4 separate regions of the Mus musculus genome follow, and regions 1, 2 and 4 are each linked to region 3. The links are chromatin contacts, called in public Hi-C and HiChIP or PLAC-seq maps. All regions are on one chromosome and are shown on one strand. Each heading gives the region's core, a stretch centred on a gene start, on an enhancer-like site or on the middle of the called end of the contact. The rest is flanking DNA. Distances are from core to core; before and after follow the strand shown.

The links. Hi-C and Micro-C count contacts between places; a contact is called where the count stands out from the background. HiChIP or PLAC-seq counts read pairs in DNA pulled down with a chosen protein or histone mark.
Region 1: an H3K4me3 HiChIP or PLAC-seq map of craniofacial prominence shows a contact between it and region 3, with 5 times the contacts expected there. The contact joins the enhancer-like site here to the promoter of Tshz3 in region 3. A contact is called at or near these places in 7 of 39 promoter capture datasets (the 3T3-L1 cell line, cranial neural crest, frontonasal cranial neural crest and 3 more), 1 of 484 Hi-C or Micro-C datasets (uterus) and 14 of 115 datasets of contacts at active chromatin or transcription factors (cardiomyocytes, craniofacial prominence, differentiating embryonic stem cells and 6 more).
Region 2: a Hi-C map of uterus shows a contact between it and region 3, with 2.5 times the contacts expected there. The contact joins the enhancer-like site here to the promoter of Tshz3 in region 3. A contact is called at or near these places in 1 of 39 promoter capture datasets (hippocampal neurons), 1 of 484 Hi-C or Micro-C datasets (uterus) and 2 of 115 datasets of contacts at active chromatin or transcription factors (embryonic forebrain and stem cell-derived neural progenitor cells).
Region 4: a Hi-C map of the C2C12 cell line shows a contact between it and region 3, with 2.7 times the contacts expected there. The contact joins the enhancer-like site here to the promoter of Tshz3 in region 3. A contact is called at or near these places in 6 of 39 promoter capture datasets (the 3T3-L1 cell line, cranial neural crest, embryonic stem cells and 3 more), 16 of 484 Hi-C or Micro-C datasets (the C2C12 cell line, adipose-derived mesenchymal stem cells, cardiomyocytes and 10 more) and 16 of 115 datasets of contacts at active chromatin or transcription factors (astrocytes, craniofacial prominence, embryonic basal ganglia and 10 more).

Annotation. Positions count from the first base shown.
Region 1 is chr7:37,010,464-37,015,329 of GRCm38.p6, forward strand. No RefSeq gene overlaps it. Among named protein-coding and RNA genes, the nearest start is that of Gm36464, 69 kb to the left of the region's middle. Within about 2 kb of position 1,263, at least 35 of the 459 cell types and tissues checked have an H3K27ac peak or open chromatin away from gene starts, as enhancers often do. A contact at or near this core is called in craniofacial prominence, liver, second pharyngeal arch cranial neural crest and 1 more, where this site is marked.
Region 2 is chr7:37,044,711-37,049,595 of GRCm38.p6, forward strand. No RefSeq gene overlaps it. Among named protein-coding and RNA genes, the nearest start is that of Gm36830, 46 kb to the right of the region's middle. Within about 2 kb of position 2,266, at least 2 of the 459 cell types and tissues checked have an H3K27ac peak or open chromatin away from gene starts, as enhancers often do. A contact at or near this core is called in uterus, where this site is marked.
Region 3 is chr7:36,695,799-36,700,904 of GRCm38.p6, forward strand. Tshz3 (teashirt zinc finger family member 3) reads left to right here and starts at 2,320. Exons shown (of 2, transcript NM_172298.3): 1 at 2,320-2,491. The coding sequence starts at 2,452. It overlaps Gm36722 (zinc finger X-linked protein ZXDB-like), which reads right to left and starts at 2,424. Exons shown (of 3, transcript XM_030243157.1): 1 at 59-2,424. The coding sequence starts at 2,312. The coding sequence ends at 1,065.
Region 4 is chr7:36,970,699-36,975,683 of GRCm38.p6, forward strand. No RefSeq gene overlaps it. Among named protein-coding and RNA genes, the nearest start is that of Gm36464, 29 kb to the left of the region's middle. Within about 2 kb of position 1,288, at least 5 of the 459 cell types and tissues checked have an H3K27ac peak or open chromatin away from gene starts, as enhancers often do. A contact at or near this core is called in the C2C12 cell line, where this site is marked.

The sequences.
Region 1 (4,866 bases), core at 13-2,512, 310 kb after region 3:
CGTGGGGGTGAAAGGGTTCTTTTCAACTTACAGGTCCATCACTGAGGGAAGCCAGGCCAGGAACCTAGAGGCAGGAACCAACACAGAAGGCATAGAAGGACACTGCTTACTGGCTTGCTCTCCATGTCTGTCAGTCTGCTTCCTTATACACCCCAGAACCACCTGTCTACGGATGGTACTGCCCTCCTACACGGGTCATCAACCAAGAACTGCTACACACGTGTCTACAGGCAGATCATCCATGGAGGCATTTTCTCAACTGAGACTTTCCCCCTCCTCAAATGGCTACAGCTTGAGTCACGTTGACATAAAACTAAGGAACACACATGCAGTTCAGTTCACAGGTTAGAGTGCATCCCCAAGAAAAGTCAGAGCAGGAACTCAAGGCAAAAACCCAAAGGCAGGGACTGATGCAAAAACCCAGGGCGGTGTGATACTGACTGGCTTGCTTCATGGCTCCTGCCCAGCAAGCTTTAGAATTCAGTCCGGGCCAAAGGCTGTTCCTTGGGATGGTGCTATCCGCATTGGGCTGGGATCTCCTACATCAGCTAACAACTAAGAAAATGACTCCCCAGACATGCTCAAAGGCCAATCTGCTGGAGGCAATCCCTCAAGTGGGCTTCTCTCTTCCCAAATGTGTCAGAGTGGCAGCCACAACTTGCTATCACCAAAGGATGCCCAGACCTCTGAGGGCAGGTGGGATTTTATAGGACTTGCTAGCATTCAGACCTTCTTCCTGGACAGACACAAGCAGTTAAGGAATTGTTTCATTTCCTTGCCCAGCCCCGCCTTCTGTTCTTCCTGTTTCTCAACAAGGTCAAGGCCACAGCGGTAGCACATTCTGCACAGATTTGATACAAACACACCAGTGTGAGCCTGGTGGGAGACAGGGAGTAAGGAGGCAGTTTAGCCTCTCTTCCCATTCACAGAACATCTTAAACCACTTCAGGGGGCTCAGGAAGGCTGGGCTGGGCCTTGCCAAACCTCCTTCCCCTTCATTTTCAGACCCAAGTGTATTCTACAGGAAATGAAACCCACATGTTTCTGATCACTTATACTTAAATCATCAAAATATTGCCTTTTGGGGGCTTTGTGTGTCATGAAACCCTCGGAACCTTTCTCCCAGCGGTGTGCGCTGCCTAGGGGGAAGATAAACAGGAAACTGGATGTGCAGAGGGCATCCCTGATGACCCTGGGCTGGCTCCGTGGAGCTGAGACCAGACCCTCCTCCTGCACAGGGCTGGAAAACCTGGGCTTTGCCAAACATCTGGGCTCCATCCCTACCTTGTGTCTGTCTCGCTCTGAGATGTTGGGCACAGCCATTTAACCTCCCGGGGCCTCAGTTTCCTCCTAAGTCCATGGGACTTTTTGGAGGACTAATTTGATTAGAATCGGAACATGAAGAGGAAAAGAATCTTAAGAGATGTGTCCACACAGCACCATGTGTGGCCCTGATTCCTTTCACATTTCAAGCTGACTGCGATTCATTTCATCACGGGGTATTTGACTTTCTGTGTGCCTGCATTGGGGAATCTCAAATGATACCGAAACATCGGCGTTTCACTCTTTCTTTTCTTTCTTCCTCTTTTTCTTTTCTTTCTTTTCTTTCTTTCTTTCTTTCTTTCTTTCTTTCTTTCTTTCTTTCTTTCTTCCTTTCTTTCTTTCTTTCAATGTTAGTTATATTTTAAAAATCTATACTGTATCTTTTAGAAACATTTTTTCTTCTCTATAAATACATGCTTTATTCTTACTATTATTGAATTTGGAATTAAACTTTTCTTTCTTTCTTCTTTTAAAAAAGATTTATATTTTCATTTTCTGAGTATGTGGGTGTGCCTGCTTGTATTCATGTAAACTGTTGCATGCAGTGCCAGTAGAGGCCAGAAGAGAGTGATGGGTCCCCTAGGACTGGAGTCACAAGTGATTGTGAGCTGCCATGTGGGTGCTGGGAAATAGAGCCTAGGTCCACCGCAAGAGCATCAAGTGTTCTTAACCACTGAGACATCTGTCTAGCCCTATCTTTTCCTTTTTAAAATTGTTTTAGTGTAGTTATAAAAATGGATTGGTTTGGCTGTGTCTTAATACATGTAGACAATATGATTCTAATTCTCATTGCCTCTCTTACCTCAAGACACCTCCCCACTACCCACTGGTCTTCCCAAATATCCCTCTTCTCTTTATATATCTTTCTTTGTTTTAAAAATCTAGATGCTGCACACAAGCAGAAACCCTTTTTGACTTTGGCTTATTTTCCTCCAGTTCCATGCTTTGTCTTGAGCATGATGTGGTTTCACTGTTCTATGAGGCTGAATATATCTAGTGTGCATGTGCAGGCCACATTTTCTTCGTCTATGAACCTGCCTATGGACCTCTAGTTTAGTGTCATAGCTTGACTATTGTGAGTCACACGGTAGCAGCCATGGCTGGGCAGGTATCCCTGTGCTGGGCTCAGGCTAGCTTGATGGAGCTTTTTACTTTGAACCATTTGAAGTTGCATTTTGTGCCAGCCATGTCTACCAAACTACGAAAGCTGCACTTCCGTGTAGCTTGACCTGGAATGAATGTATGTGCCTGTATTGGTGTGAGGGGGTGCTCCTAGTCATGGAGCACTCTACCCTTTATAGTTTGAGATCTGCCCATTTAGTAGGTTCTTAAAGGGAACCTTTCATTGTGACATTTGCATATACATGCATGAAGTACTCTTAATCCTGGCCACCTGTCTCCCTCTTCCTCCCCCTTCTCTTCTGCCTTTTCTTCCCCGCCATGCCCCTTTACTCTCATGCACTTTGTCCCAGATTCCACAGACGGCAGAAAACATGCAGTGTTTGTCATTGTGAGCCTGTCTTCTTTTGTGCAGCACAATAATATTCCTTTTGCTTTGTTCTCCTTCAGACACACCATTTCGTTCTTCATGGTTGAGTATAACTTCATTTAGACTGCATTCTTTTCCCCCTGTTGATGGACACCTAGCCTGGTTCCATACATTGGTGGTTGTGGCCCTTCTAATAAAATAAGCATAATTGCATAGGTGCCCCTATGCTGAATTTGATTCCTTTGTGTGTTTATACCAAAGCCATATAACTGGATCACGTGGAAGTTTTTTTTTTTATTATTATTATTATTTCTTGTCTATTGTCCATACTGATTTCTTTACTGGCTACTCTGACATTCTCATCAGGAGTAGAGAGAGAAAAAAAACCCTCTACATTTTTGCCTGTGTCTTACTTTTCCTTGGTTGACAGCTGTTCTGACTTGGGTGCTGTGGAATATCAACGTGGGCTGAGTTTATACTTCCCTAATGGCTGAGATTGTTGAACACCTTGTCATGTGTTTCTTGGCCACTGGTCCTTCGTTTGAATGCAGTTATTCAGATCTTTTCCTCCTTGTTGTTTAGTATTTTACTTGGTTAGTTATTCTGGATAGTAACTCTCTCTTGGATAAATACTTAGGAAAAGCTTCCTCCTACTCCGGGGTGGTCACCTCATTCTACTGATTTCTTTTTAACTGTACAAAAGTTTTGTAATATAAAAACCTGTCGCTGTTGTTTTTTTTTTTCCTATGCAAACAACAAACTTTCTGACAAAGAAAATAAATAATTTCCCATAAAGGCCTCAAAAGAATAAAATAAAATAGGGTTAAACTGAGCCAAGGCGAAAGATCTCTGCAATTAAAATCTGACTGTGGTGAAGAAATTGCAGAAAACACTCAGAGATAGGAAGGCCACCCATGATCACAGTCCAGCTCTCCTAACCACAGAACCCTATTATTAGTGACACACAGGTTCTTTGTGTAATCCCCCCACCCCAACATCTTAAAACATTAGGTTTATACATGGAAATAAAGAGAACAGGCACTCTTCATTCCACACCAACAGCTGTTAGATTTATGAACATCTTATTTCATTTCTCCTCTACTTGTTTCCTCTCTGTCCCATAGCAAGGATGGCAAAGCAACCCCAGATATCAGCAGGGCAACTCAACTTCCCTCTAGGGAATCTGGGGCAAAGGACATGGAAGTGAAAGGGGGCTCTTGGGAGTGTTGGGGAGGAAAAGGCACTATGCAAGAACGATGACAAGAGAGTGACAGAGGTAGATATAATCGGAGCACTCTATGCACACATAAGCTAACGTCACAATGAAACACTTTCTTTGTGCAAAGATAAATTTAAAGGAGACTGTACTAATGGGTACTAAATGTGCCGATCTCAAAGTGTAAAATCCAGAGTCATTTCCTGATAAGCCGTGCATGTCAACACAGACACAGACCTCCACTCCAGAGCAAACCCTAGGAAAGTGTGGACAATTCATCGTGGTCTTCAGCCCCAGAGTGCTCTTGACGGTGAAAGAGTTTACTCAGTTATAAGGGCAGGAACAAGGAGTGAATTTAGTAAGAATGTAATCTGTAGCTTGGAGTCCTGAACTTGAGTTCACATCCTTACGAGTTACCACATGAGCTGATGTTGCTGGGATGAAGCCTTCGTAGCTGTCTAAGTTTTCATCTGGAATCCTATAGGACCTGAAGAAAGGAAGGAGGGAGGGAGGGAGGGAGGGAGGGAGGGAGGGAGGAAGGGACGGAGGGACGGAGAGACAGAGAGAGGAGGAAGGAAGGGAGGGAGAAAACGAGTATGAGGAGGAGGAAGAGGAGAAGAAGAGGGGAGAATGGAAGCAGAAAAGAGAAAGTGTTCCAACAGCCCTGTGACCGAGCATCATAGTATAGCTACCACTGGACCCTTTCCGGAGTTCTTACCTCCCTACCTTTAAATGGTGTCATACAGTTAAAATCTGCAGTGTGAACAGGAGCCGGGGAGGCAGGAAACTAGAAACTTTCTAATGGTTCCTCACTGTGTGTTAGGAGGGTCATCTTTGG
Region 2 (4,885 bases), core at 1,016-3,515, 350 kb after region 3:
GCTGTCTCTCATCATTAGCTTCATTCACACTGGAGGTGCCAGCTCTCCAGAAAGAAGCACAGAAGCAATGACCCTAAGCTCCCATTTTTCTTTTCTTTTCTTTTAAAAAAGAAAGAAAGAAGGAAAGAAAGAAAATTAAAGAAGTCCAAAGACCGTGATGTGGTGCCCACTTGAGAGGCCCATGGTGCTGAGTCCAGTGCCCGTGGTGACCTCCCCACACCAACTTCAACTGTCTTTTTGTTGTTGTTTTGAGACAGGGTTTCTCTGTGTAGCCCTGGCTATCCTGGAACTCACTCTGAAGACCAGGCTGGCTTCGAACTCAGAAATCTGCCTGCCTCTGCCTCCCAAATGCTGGGATTAAAGACATGCACCACCACTGCCCGGCTTCAACTATTGTTTTTAAAGCTGTGCTTACTTTATTCTTTTTTATTATTTATTTTCTTTATTTATATTTCATGTATTATCCCCTTTCCTAGTCTCCCCTCTGAAAATCCTCTATCCCCCCACTGTTTCCCAACTCACCCACTCCTGCTTCCTGACCCTGGCATTCCCCTATACTGGGGCATAGAACCTTCACAGAACCAAGGACCTCTCCTCCCATTGATGACCGACTAGGCCGTCCTCTGCTACATATGCAGCTAGAGCCATGAGTCCCACCATGTGTTTTCTTTGATTGGTGGTTTAGTCCCAGGGAGCTCCTGAGATACTGATTAATGTTCAAGAGAGTTTTGCCTGCATTATTGCTGCACACCACATGCTTGATGCACCCATGTAGGCCAGAAGAAGATGTCAGATGTCCCTGAACTGAAGTTTCAGATGGTTGTGAGCTACCATGTGGGTGTTGGACGCTGAGCACAGGTCCTCTGCAAAATCAGCAAGTGTTCTAACCTCTGATCATTCTCCCCATACCAGCTCCCCTACCCCCGAGTGCTTTCTGACACCAAAAGCCCCAACACAAACACACCTGCCACCATTTCTGGGTGTTTTTCTACCCTTGAATATTACCAAAAGGACTTGCAAACACTGTAGTATATCTAGAGCTGTAGTGTATCCATGCAAGTTTCAAACCGAGCCCAGTAGGACAAAATTTGAGGTACTCTTTGAGATGCAGGTATTGCAGGTCTTATACTCAGCTTCAGAGTAGACTCTAGGTAGCCCTTGGTGAATGGGGTCTAACCTCTAGCTGGAATGTATTAGGTTGACTCAGAGACATACAGAGGTCTAAACTGGTCTGGCATGGAAGATATTTGATATTTAAGGACTGGCTGGGGCCAGATGATACCACAATATCCATGATTACATCGTTTCTATGGATACAGCCCTATCTACTGAAGGGGCTCTCTCATTGCTGCCAAAAGCCAATGGCATTCTCTCTTTTTGTGTTGTTGTTCTTGTTGTTTTGCTGAAACATCTAGTGAGGTAGCCTGGGCTAACCTGGACCTTCCTATGTAACTGAGGCTGGTCTTCTCGAATCTTGGAATCCCCCTCCTTACTCCTCCCAAGCGCCGAGGCTACAGGCACACCCCACACCTGGCTGTAGTGGCATCCCATTTATATCTCCTCTATCTATTAAAATAAGAAACCTGTTGGGCTCCTTGATTGCTGTGACGTCTCCTGAGAGAGATTCCCAGCAGAAGACAGTACGATATATTTTCAAAACACATTACAGGAGCACTCCAGACACATCCCAATCCTCTGTGGTCCTGAAGAATGAAATTCTCCCATTTCATCAAAATACTGCAAGATTGAGGGACATAACCATGGGTTTCCATTCCTCCTGTGCCACTTTCTTGTTGGGTTTCTCTTATTCTGACTCCCTAGTTAGGATATCCCTTCCTCAAATGCTCTCTGAGCAACTATGAGAGAGCCGGCTGAACTATCAATACTAGCAACACTTCTGAGCTTTAAAGCCGGGATTTACTAAGCTAGCAGAAATCCTAAATCAGAAGTCTCAGCAGACACTGGTGTGTGCAGGCTTCCTGTGCTCTTCAAAGGGATGCCTCCAATGCCCACGTCATCCTTAGAGTCCATAGATTTTTTTTTATTCTAGATTCTGATCTCCATATCGAGCTTCTGGGTCCTTCTAGGATCCAGCTATGTGGGAAAGCCTCTGGCCATCCTTTATCTCTTGTAGTTTTTTCCTCTTCCCTCTTTCAACTTCCTTTCTTCCTTTAGTTGCTGTGTGAAACGGTTATTGTAGTAAGAACCAGTTAGAAAAGTGACTCAGTTCTTTCTTCCTTGTGTCTGCACTGCTGGAATGCAGCTCTGCTCCTCTTCCAGTAAGAGACAGAGTCTGTTTTCCTTCCCCTTGAATATGAATACACTGTTGTGTCAAGGTTCAAATAACGTAATAAATGAGAGGGCACATGAGTTCCAGGGCTAGGCTTCTCAAGATGCTTTCAGGAATTTTAAATTTCTTCCTCCTCCTTTTCCTCATCCTCGTCTTCATCTTCCTCCTAGTACTTTTATTCTTTCTCTTCTTTCCCTTCTTGTCATTTTATGTGCATGGGTGTTTTGCCTGCATGTATGTCTGAATACCACATGCATGCCGGGTGTCTGCAGAGGCCAAAGAGGATGTCAGATTTCCTAGAACTTGAGTTCAACTAGGTGATCAGCCATCATGTGGGTACTGGGAATTGAGCCTTGATTCAGAAGAGGAGAAGGCAGTGCTTTTATTAGCCGCCGAGTCATCTCTGCAGCCCAGCTTTTAGGATCTCTTGAGAAAGATCCCAGGCGCTTTTGGTAGAAGATAAGAGAACGTACGCAGCAGAGTCAAGTTGGTTAAGTCCTTTCTGCAGCAGCTACGCTATACAGGCAAGTCTCATGCTTAGTCTCACCTCGTCTGAGCAAAATCACCCACCTGAGCCCTAGACGCATGAGAAACCATGTGGTTCTGGATATCAAGTCTTCCCATTGGGAATCGTGATGCCGTGACAGCAAACAGACACAGAAATCTGCTTCTGAAATTGGGCAGCAATGCATTTGGGACAGAGGGACCTACAGGGGTTGAACAAACATCCAGGAAACTTGCTTGACAAAGGCAGGAAAAAAAGATGTTTAGGAAATGATTCAAGGAGAAAGAAAATGAGCCACTTTGGTTAAGAAATGACCAACTGGAAAAAATGCACCTCTGTGGTATGGAGCAAGATCAGATATACACTGATCTACTTAGGGCTTTGGAAAGATGATTTTTAGGAAGTTTTGAAGGTAGTATTTGGTTCTGCCTGGGTGATATGATAAGAATTAGAAAGAAAAAAATACTAATAAATGTTAAAGAAAACAGTGACCAGTTTACAGTGAAAGAATTTTGTCAACTTTAGAGGGCAGTAAACGTGATGGATTAGAAGACGATTCTTTTATCTCTCTTCTCCCTGGTGGAAGAAATAGTCCCAGAACCTGCGGTGTTTCTGCTCCTGGTTCTGTGTGAGATGAGGAGGCATGCTTTACCGATTCCTTCCACTTCTTGTAAGCATTAAGTCTAAGCATTAACACATGGAAAAGCCAGGTAATAACTTAGAAAGCAAATGTTGAAAGATGGGGAAAGAAGACCAGAGTTCAAGGCGCCATCCAGTTGGTGGACTGCAGGACCATCACAAAGGTTATATCTTTGGAATCCGTCTCAGAAAGAGGAGGAATAAGGCAGTACTATAGAAGAATGAGAAAAAAAAATATGGCTGAAAACTTTCCAAATCGACAAGTATAAACTTCAAAGCTAAACAAACCCAAAACAAGAGGGGGGAAAAGAAGAAAAAGAAACACACACACAAATCTATGCCAAGTCGCATTATAATTAAGCATCTGAAAATTAAACAGACTTAAAACTTGAAACAAGCCAGAGAAATAATATATTGCTCATGGTAATAAAATGAGCGTACAAACTCAAAAGACGACAGATTTCTCTTTAGAAAGCAAAAAGGTCAGAAGGAAGAGATGAATGTTTTTTCAAAGGCTAAAATTATTGTCAACCCTTAAAATATACATTGAACAAAGAAATTCTTTAGGAACAAGGAGAAAATAAAAATGGGAGATTAGGGAAACAATGGGACTTTGGCACTGTGAGGTTCTCCCTAGTAGGAGATTCACTAAACAGAAAGAAAATAGTGGAAGAAGGACTCTTAGAACAGAGGGGAAACAGGAAAAATATGGTAAGGCAAAGATGCAGGCCAATAAAGTACATTTACTTCTCTTAATGATAACCCAGGGGCCACCAAATTGTATTCCACAATGTGACATGATTGCCAATGCATGCAAGCAATGTTTATGCCCATTGTAAATGCTGAATAAGAAGATAAATAAATTGTAAGGTCGCTACACTTTGTGTTAGTGGCAAAATGCAGATATTAGACATCCAGGTTAGTTTGCATTGTCAATTTGACACAACATGCTGTTCCCTGAGAAAAAAACTCCGTTGAGGAATTTCCCGGATCACACTGGCCTGTGATTATGTTTGTGAGAGATTGTGTTGACTGAGGATTGATGTGGGAGGGCCAGCCCACTCTGGGTAGCACTATCCCTAGGCAGATGGGAGTAGGAATACAAGAAAGCTAGCTGAGTCGGAAACCAGTGAGGGAGCCAGTAGGCACTGGTCTTTCTGTTTTCTGTTTCTTTTCTGGCCTGATTTCCCTCAGTGAGGGACCACAACCTAGAAGTGCAGGATGAAATAATTCTCTTCTTTCCTAAGCTGCTCTGGGCATGGTGATAGCAACAACACATAGCAAGCTAGAACACAAGTAGACTAAATAACAAATACTATACACTAAGCACAACCATGAAAAAAACCTACTTGTCAAATATGCTGTAGGTCAGTACTTCTCAACCTTCCTAATGCAGTGACTGTTAAATACAGTTCCTCATGGTGTGGTGATCCACAACCACAAATTATTTT
Region 3 (5,106 bases), core at 1,070-3,569:
CAGAGGGGCGCCGCGGCCACCTGAACCGTAAGGCCAACGGCGGGGCCAGACGACTCACCGATCCCTCGCTCGCAAGAAGCTTTACGCGCCGAGGCCCGCGTCTCCACGGCCTGGAGGAGACGCTGCTTCGGCCTCTGAGGCCGCAGGCATCAGACACCCCAGGCGCACCCACCCACGGGTACGCGACACACACACAGGCAGCTCGGGAGCTCAGCCGCAGCCGGCTTCTGGCTCTCGACTCCGCCCGGGATCCACACCGGGTTAACTCAACTCTCGAGCGCCTAGGCGCTGGAGCCGGCTTTATAGCCCCGGAGGACAGCAGCCACACATCTGCATTCAGGGAGGCGTCTGGACCCAGCCCAAGCCGGCCGGCCGGGGGCGAGCGGAGACTTTTGATCTTACCGGTAGGGTGAGATCTTGGTCTCCTGGTCTATAAGAAAAAGAAAGCACGCTGTGAACTTTTAAAACAAACTTGAAAAACCAACCACAAAGAAAGCATGAAAAAGAGACAGGGCTGAATAAGAGGGAAGAGAAGAATAAGTTTAAAATAAGAGGAAGAAGAAGAAAAAAAGAAGCAAGAAAGGAAGGCCAGGGTTTGCAGCTCCCAGTGCGCTCAGGCAGCTAGTCCTGGGGCGCAGGGTGCCGGCCCTCGGGTAGACTGTGGGCCTCGGGGCTCACGTGGGTTTCAGGGTCCCAGCCGGAGCACCCAGATATAGTGCTGCTCCCGGGAGCTGGGGGCCCAGAGGCCACCCCAGCCACCGCCGCCCAGAGCCCGCTGCGCCGCGGCCGCCCCATTCCCGGCCTAAGAGCTGGCCCAGGGAGACGCAATCGAGCCCGCAGCGCATCGATGCGCCGCCGCCCGCGCCTCTCAAGCTCTGGCTGGCGCTCAGCCGCCACCGCTCGAGGGTCGCCCGCGTGAATTCCAGCCCACCCGCGCCCTCACCACCAGAGTAAGTGAGCCCACGTCGCCCTGTCGCCACCGCAGCCTTCCAGCCGCCTCCTTCCCGGGGCACATCGGCCGAGTCTGCCCGGAGCCTCTGCGACCCCAATCACTCAATCAATAATCAATCCCCTTCGTCCAGAACTGCCCCTAAGCTGGGAGCGGCTGGGGCAGTACCCTGTCCAGGGCGCACCCCGGCGGGGGATGGGCAGGGGAACCCGAGTTTCTTCTCCCTCCCCCGTTCCCGCCTTGGCAACCTCCGACGCAGTGGGTGGGGGGCGCGGCCAGTAGCCCAAGGGGGCGAGACGCGGGGTGCTGAGACGGTGATCGTCCCAAAGTCAGTAAAGGAAACTTGGAGGTGCCCCCTCCCATGCTTACCCCCGAAACAAGCCTGGGAAAGTTTGTGGCGGGGGTGGGGTGGGGGAACGGAAGGAGGTAGCCACTGTAGGTCCCAGGAGGGAAGACCCAGAGCCCACACCCATGTCAGCCCGCACATCTTCTCTCCAGGGCACCCCCGGGGCCCTGGCATCTTTGATAGGGGTACCATCCCAACTAGGGGAGCGCTCTGGGGCTGCACGCGGCGGGTGGAGAGGAGTGTGGGCCGGGAGGGGCAGCCGGGAGCAGCCCGGGGTTGAGACCGGGTGGGGAAGAGGGATGGGCGGGGGCTGTGGGCGCCCCGGGACGCGCTCCGCAGGGCGGACCCCGCGCCTTTGCGAGAGCGCTCGGGGCGGAGACGGAGGGCCAGCTCCGGGTGTCTGGACTTGGGCGGGGGGCCCTGGGCAGGCGTCCGGGCCAGGACCCAGGCTGGGGGCGCCTCCGCGGGCAGGCGAGTGACACGATCATCTCCTTTTCCTTTAAGCTTGCCTGTTGCCGACGCCGCCGCTCCAGCCGCGCCGTGGGCAGAAGACTGGACCGCTGAGCCCCGGGCCGCGGCGGCGGCGGCTGCGCCCCCCCTCCACCCCCCCCCCCCCCATGCCTTGACCTCCCTGCCTGGGGGCGGGAAGCGGGGCAGGACCGACCGGGGTCGCTCCTGGGCTCCTCCTCTCATCTCTCTGCCCGCCTTCTCCTCCTTCACTCCCCGCCCCCCAGCCCCGAACCCCGCGCACCTCGTCTGGGGACGGGGCGGGGGGGGGGCAGGGCGACCGCTCCTCCCCGCCCCCTCCTCCTCGGGCCTCTGGAGCGATTTGTCAAACTTCCCATTCCGCCGGCAGCGCGGTCCTCCTCCTCCTCCTCCTCCTCCTCTGCCTCCTCCTCCCCCTCGCGCTCCTCCTTCCCCGCGCCTCCCTTGCCCGCCCTCCTTCCCTCCGCACGTTCGGGGATCGCGGCGGAGCGCAGCGAGGGGGGGACGCGGAGAGCCGGGGCGCAGCAGCATCCTGCGGGCGGCCGCTCTCCGGGGGGGAGGCTGCGAGCAGGCCCGCCTCGCCCCCCCCCCGCCGCCCCTCCCTCCCTCGGCTCAGCCCGGCAGCGGCGGCGGCGGCGGCGGCGGCGGTGGCAGTCGCGGGAGAAGCATCATGCCGAGGAGGAAGCAGCAGGCGCCCCGGCGCGCAGCAGGTACGAGCGGCTTCCCCTTCCTCCTCCGGTCCTCCTCCTCTTCCTCTGCTCGCGCCGCGCCTCTGGGCCGCCGGCCCCCGCGTTGCTCGCCGCACTCCTCGCCTCTCTCTCATTTTCTGTCTGTCTCTGCGGGCGCTGAGTAACTCCGGGAGCCCGGCTGGCTCGGGGCTCTCCTGCCCGGGTGCGCGCGCCCCCCAGTTGCCCCGCTATGTTCTTCGCTCGACCGGCTCGCACACCCTCCTGGGGACCACCGAGCCGGCTTAGGTCCCCGCCTCTGCCGATCCGGCTGCAGCGGGGAAGGCGCTCTCCAACCCGTGCCTTTTGGTGGGGGGCGGGCGGGGTCACCTGAGTTCTCTGGGACATCTTCCGCGTTGTCCCGGGCAGTACCCGGTGACTACCGGGACCAGAGCGAGCAAGAGTGAGCTAGCGGATCCCTCTGGCCACCTTACTGCTAATTCGATTGATTCTTCATTTATTGGGCCCAAACCCGGTACAGCGGTGGAAACCAGAGCGCACTGGGTCTGGGTATTGTCAGATGACTGTCAGGTCAGTGTTGGATGCTGACATTTCCTCCATTCCTGAATGTCTTCTTACCCCCTCCCTCTCTTTCCGCTGCTGCTCCCTACCCTTTTCTAGCACTTAGTTCTGGGACATATCTGAGTACTCCCCCCTCCCTCTCTTTTTCTGCCAGGAACGTCAACTCCTGTTAGGACTGAGCTGATTTTTTTTTTTTTTTCCTTCTGGAAAAGAGATTCATTGAAAACAAAACAAAACCCACACACATAACATTATTTTGCAATAATGTCGGTTGGGGGCACGTTGGCTGGAAGAAGGGTTTCTGGCCGGTTGCCACCCTTGATTTGATGACTGATTGATCGCCCGTCATGCCTGTGCCTTTGATCTATTCATTCCCAATAAACATCAATAAATCACTTGCAATAGTGAGGCCAAGCTCCGTGACGTCAGGAGGGCCCTGTCAGTGCAACTTCAGGGATTTGGGGCGGCTTGCCGAGAGAGGACCACATATGGACGTGATGTATTTTGATATGAATAACACTCAGACGTGCAGAGGCTCAGACGCTGCCTGAAGGGGAAGGTTGCTTAGGAGTCCTTTTCTTTAATCTTCTTTCTTCTCACTTCTCTTTTGATAAAAGAGGGGAGGGCTGAGCGAAGAAGGGTCACCGAGGTAATGTTCCACGTGCTGGTGGGATACAGGCTAGTGATGGTGCTATGCAGGCTGCTGCTGCTGGTGATTGCCATCAGACCAGCGGGGCTCCCACCTCAGCTGCACTCTGGCCTTCAGTCTCTTTACCAGGGTCACAGGGAAGCAACCATAAGGTACTTCTCCCAGAAGTGTATTGGTCTGACAGTGTTGTGAAGAAACCTTAGGGGGGAGGGGGATTCAACTTGGTTTGGTGCATAGAATGAAGGCATGTTTTCCCTCTGTACTCTCAGTGTTACCCAAATTTAGAAAGTTTGAAGATCCCAACAGAGAGCTCACCTCCTCACTGATGCTGCCTGCTCATCCCACCTCCTCCTTTAAATTCCAAGCTTTTTAGCAGTGAGCTTATCTACCCAAAATAAACTCTAAAACTTTGGAGGCATCCTTTACAAAGTTGGGTAGTAGGAATGTCTTGGGCTTCTTCCAGTCTAGATTTTTTTCTTTCTTTTTCGGGTACACATTTTTTAAGGTATCCGTGCCTCCATCCAATGAAACATATGTGGTTGCATCTTTACATTTATTTTGAACTCTGTAGCTCTTCTTTACTGCTCCACCCAGCCCATAGGACAATTTTCTCAAACGTGCTGTTGGTTTGATTTTTAAAAAAATTTTTTAAATTATTTTTATTATTTTTTAAAGCAACCTGTTCACTAACCTTTTTGCACTTCTAAGCCAGCCAGGAAATCTCAGGTCAGTTAAGGAAAATTCATTATATAAAAACTTGACTGCCCGACTAATGGGAGATGGAAGAATGGCTTTGCTCTATCAAAATGACCCGTCAAAACGACTTTGTTTCATATTTGATTTAATTGTCTCTCTCCTGACAGGCACATTCATCAATAGCTTAATGGTCAATCAGAAGTTGGCAGAATGAGTGCTTTCTTTCTTTCTCATACTCTGGTTTTGGATTTACTTTATCAGAATGCCTCTGCCTAATGGACTCGTGGAGGAGGGGGTGCAGGATGGCTGAAGGGCTCCACACAAAACCATTCCACGGTTAGGATGCTTGTGAGTTGCCCAGGCCAGTAAGTGAGCTGTGCTGTGCAGGATGCCTGCTTTGTTTTGTTTGCTGGTTTGCATAGATGGACTAGGAACTTCTCTGCTTCCCTCCTTTTTTTTTTTTTTTAGTTCTCGAAGCTGCTTTGGTGACATCTTGGGAGCGATAACAAATTGATTGCTTTGTACTGATAGAGAGACGGTGGGAAAAAGAAAGATGTCTGCTGATTGGTGACTGGAAATCCTGTCCACAGCAACCTTGAGAATACTGGAGAGCAACCCACCCACCCCCCCTCCCCAAAACTGAAAGGTCCGCTCAGCCATAAAAAAAGAAAAGTTGTTTTGCCAGCTTCATTAGTGTTCACCTAATTAGCTGTAAACCTGATGGATTCCTGAC
Region 4 (4,985 bases), core at 38-2,537, 270 kb after region 3:
GCACCATGCCAGTCTGGCTGTGCTGGCATTGCCAACTTAGGGCTTATCTTTTTGTTTTGTGCTTCTTTGGGAAAAAAAAAAACAACCAAAAACCAAAAACCTTTTCTTTTCTACGATCTCTCCTCTAACTTGCCCAGCGAGTTTTATTTTTAAGCCATCAATTACTCAAACTTTGGGTGCCTATCTATCCTCAGCCATCTGGACCCCATACCTTATTTTAAAGCATGTTCAAATAATGACAACCTTCTTCTCTCAATTAATTTATGGGCTGTGGGGACCATTTTTCATTTGTTATCATGCACTCCCATTTGATCTCCCGTATCTTTCTTCAGCATCTGCAAGTGTGGTATATAAATCTTCCACTCCAGCATTGTCATGGTGTCCGAGATATATAGGTACGACTCCCTATTAGTTCCACAAAAGTGACCTTAATTTCTAAAAATGGTATCAGATGCGAATAAAGTTTGGTAAGATGATTTGTTTTGATTTACTTCATACCACTTATCTTGGAGTTTTCTTCCTACTTTTCTTTAATCTAATTTAGGCAGTAGAATCTTGTGTGCTGGGTTACAGTTTATCCATTACCTTCCCGCCAATGCTGTTCCTTAGAGAGAGATGGGGCTGGGAGATTTGGGCTGTGGATGATAATAAAAAGGCCTGTGGACATGCCTTAAGCCCGTTGCTGTTGTTTCCTGCTTTGTTTAAGCTGACCTCCAAGCTTGAATATCTTTTTTTTTATTGCAGAAATGTGAATTTTTTTTTCACATGCCAGGATGATACCACTGTATATCGGTTAGGAGATGCAAAAGCTGAAATTAAGGATGAAGATCTTCTCTTCTGCAGCTCGGGTGATGATGGGCGTGTTGAGAAGATACACAGCTCTCACCATTAGGGAAAGCCACATTTGGATTACTTAAGGGCTGTGGCTTATAGACACCCCCACCCCGTGAGTGTGTGTTTTGTTTTACATAAACAGACTTCCGCCCAAACTAAAGAATGCTAATTAAGCAAAAAACACGGCCAGATGTTTATTAACACTCTCAGGTTCCTGGGATTTGGAGAATATGCAGTTTTCATGAACTAATTTTAAAAGGGAAACACCTTTATTGGAATAACAGCCAATTATAGTTGCCGACTTTGCCCCTTCTCTTTCTGCTGGTGGAGTTGGGGGAGGAGGGGTCCCACCTAGTGGAGAGATGGATGGCATCTGCCCACATCCTGGCATTGCTGGCTCCGCATACATGCACACCCGCTCATGGGTGTGGCCTTCAGCCACACACCAGAATTGCTCTATGTGGAGTCAGAAACACGCCCATGCGTACCCACAAAACGAACCATGGGTGGGTCTGTCGTCTGGCCCATTTGGTTTCTGTTCTCTCTCTCTCTCTCTCTCTCTCTCTCTCTCTCTCTCTCTCTCTCTCTCTCTCTCTCTCTCTCTCTCTTCCTCCCTCCCCCTCTCTCTCCTTTGCATGATCCATTCCCCTATCTGCCTGGAGACTTTCAGAGAGGACTCTGTAAGACACAGAATGTCTCTAGAATGTCAGAAGAGGGGCTGTCAGGCTTCCTCCACGTGGTGACTTCACTCTTGGTCCTGGACTCAAACCGTGGAGCAATAAAACAGAGCAGCATCATATAACACTCTGTGTTTCATAAGACAAATATTGCCGTATGCATTCTCGTCCCTTGTACTATGTTAACTGTAGAAAGAAATAGAAACAGTTTTAGTGACCCCCTGGGACCTATAAAGGCTATTTCTGAGTCTGAATCTTGCTGTTTAATTTAATCATTTATTATATTAATATTCAAATGGGCTGCATCTTATTAGCTACTGCAAAGATGTTAGTATGTCTGAAATAAATACCTAATTATGCTTTTGAAGAGAGGGCTTCTAAAGACTTGGGTATGTTTGTGCCTAATAGAACAGTTCATTTGCAGGTTTTTCTGCAGAAATCAGCAGTTTGAGGCTTTCTCCCCCCTTCTTTCTCTTTTAAGAAAATAAAAACAGGGATTGAAAATCTGAGCAGAGATTTCAAGAGCAGATCCGGGTTCTCCCAGCTCCCAAGCAGCCTTGAGACTATGGGGTTTTGTTCTCTGCGCCCGGGTGAGCGTCCACTTCCAAATGACCACTGCTCTCAGCTCAATGGCACATTAATACAATTAACTGTTTTAATCAGATGACCATGAAATTAGATATGTTCTTATTCAAAGGGGGGAGGGGAACAAATGAGGAAATATATATTTTGAACCCTATATGCTAATATTTTTTAACATGACGGTTTCATTATTTTCTATCTGCAGTCTCTGGCTTTCTCCCCCCTTTCCTCCCTTCCTCCCTCCCTCCCTCCCTCCCTCCCTCCCTCCCTCCCTCCCTCCCTCTCAATTCCCAGTGCAAAATCAAAATCTTATGTAGGTCATTGATTTTTACATCCACAGACAATGGACACCACCAGCAACTTGCAGATACCAGCCCACCCTGTGTGGAGTTAGGAACCAAGACATAAAGCCACATATGCTCTGTGGGGTGTGTGTGTGGGGTGGGGTGGATGCCCAGCCCTGTGTCTTGGTGAACTGCTCCTGGTGCATCCGAGGCCAGAGGCTGGCAGGATCAGCGGCGAGTCCATTTTGCTAATGCTCAACATTAGCTTCATGAGGATGGATTATGCCGCTGGCATAATATACACAAACGGTGATGATAAATTCTAAACTAAATGTACACACTGCATTTGGTGCAGTGGAGAAATTAGTGGTAAGTGCACAAGTTACAGTCTGAGAAACTCGGAATTACACATCACCATCTTTCCAAAGTAACTGCCACCGGATTCGCCATCACTCTCTCATTTTATTTCCGGAGATTACTAAAATGGTGTGTCTACTAACGCCCAATTATCTGCTTCACAATCATCCCAACCCCCGGCCCCCTAGATGGATGTGAGAGCCAAAGGTTAAAACCCTGGGTCTGTGGCCGAGAGACTTCTAAGGCTGGGAGGATGCCTCTGTTCCCCCTTGCTGACCTCCATTTAACCTTTAAATTGACCTAGAACGAGTTTATTTTCCTTCTTCTCACATGGATGCATGTCCCACGAGAGGGGACCCTCTCTTCCTGGGTGGATAATTATATTGCGGCTGAGATCGCCTTTCAGCTGCACAGTGCTGCTCCCAGCTGAGATGGCCACTGGCACCTCCCTGCCCTGCCTCTCTCCCTCCCTCTGAAGATCTTTGCTATGCACCTCCTGAGTACTGGGTCCCAGCAGGTTTATGGTGCCTGTGTAGTCCCTGGGGATTTGCTATGGAGGTAAAGAACCACGACTGAGCCTGTAGGTGACTGAGGGTCTCTGGAAGCAATGACTGCGGTTCCCTCCCACACATGAGTGTGTCATTTCTGGTCCTCGTTGTTCTAAATGACTTGATTAGTGTATTTCCTGTCTTCTGTGGAAGCTGGCCAACTGGCTCTTCAAGAGTGGGAGAAATCCACAAAGCACTTCTTCAATGGGTGCTCAGCCTGAGCCGAACCCCAGGGATGGGCTCTGCAGGCCCTGCATCCCTAGAAACCCGAAGGAACCACTGCCTTTTGCAATTCAGTCTCCAGCAGCTTATCCCATGCAGGAGGGGAAGGAGGCAGCAGACAGACACAAGCCTATTACCCTAATGGAGTGGAGGCCTGAGTGGAGAAGGCTTACAGGGTGCCTTGTCCCCAGTCCTCAGGCCATCGAGACCATAGCATCTACACCAAAGCTTCCAAGACCAGCTGGGCATGGTAGCAGATCCACTTGAGAGGCAACCAAGGCCGATGGATCTCTGTATGTCTGAGGCCAGCCTGCTATATGCCTAGTCAGGGCCTACCCTTTAACCCCATCTCAAAAAAAAAAAAAAAAAAAAGGAAAAAAGGAGGGAGGGAGGAAGGAAGGAAGGATGGGAGGGAGAGAGGAAGGGAGGATGGAAAGGAGGAAGGGAGGGAAGGGGGAGGGAGAGAGGAGAGAGAGACAGAGACAGACAGAGACAGAGACAGACAGAGACAGAAAGGAAAAAGACCCTAATGCTGTCCCCAGCAGCTGAGACGCTCCCTGGTGGCGATTGTCTGAAGTTCACCTAGAGGCCTTTTCTAGAGTCACTTGTGAGGCATGAGTGGGAAACAGGAAGGATAAAGGACCTTAAGCATGATGAATCTGGGGCGCAGCCTACAAGAGGTGGCTAGACCAGTGCCCGTCTTAGGTTATTCCTTCCTCTCCTGCTGGCTTGGGAGGGCTAACAGGATCCCTACTTCCAGACCTCTTCATTTTCCAGGAAGGGAAGGGCAGCGCGTCCAGCAGCTCACACCTCCAGATAATAACAAAAGCCTGGGCCCTTTCCCAGTCACCTGACCGTACACGCAGCTTATTTCACTTATGGAACTGATTCTGTCACCATCTTCGCTGGTCCTGGAATTTAAGATCTTAATACTAATAATACTAATAAATATTTTTAATGAAAAGATAAAAGATACTAAGTTTATTTGATGATTTTTACAAGGTAAAAATATAGACTCTGATGTTTAAAATTATTAAGAGTTTTAAGACAGTAAAATCAGAGCTTTTACCAGCGAGATGTCACTGTAATTACAGAGCCATGTGTGGTGACAAGTCTCACACACATCCATGCAGTCATCCTGAAGAGACCTTTTTTCTGAGTAAACCCTTGTATACTCAGAACATCAAGTTGCATACCGCAAGTGCTCAATACATGCTGAAGAACAACGCCCCGCCCCCACCGCCCGCCCCGCCCCGCCCCGCCCCGCTGACCTGCCAGGATGGCATGCTCTGTCCCTTCCCAGAAACAAACAAAAACAAACACGACAAACAAAAAAAAGCAAAAATGAACAAAACCAATCAACCAAACAATCAAACAAATGCCAAAAACAAAACCCTGGAAGAAGAGGCTGAGCTGGTGAGGAGCCGGGAGTGTTTAGTTACTATCCCACCCCTAGAGAAGGGACAGATGACCTCTAGTGT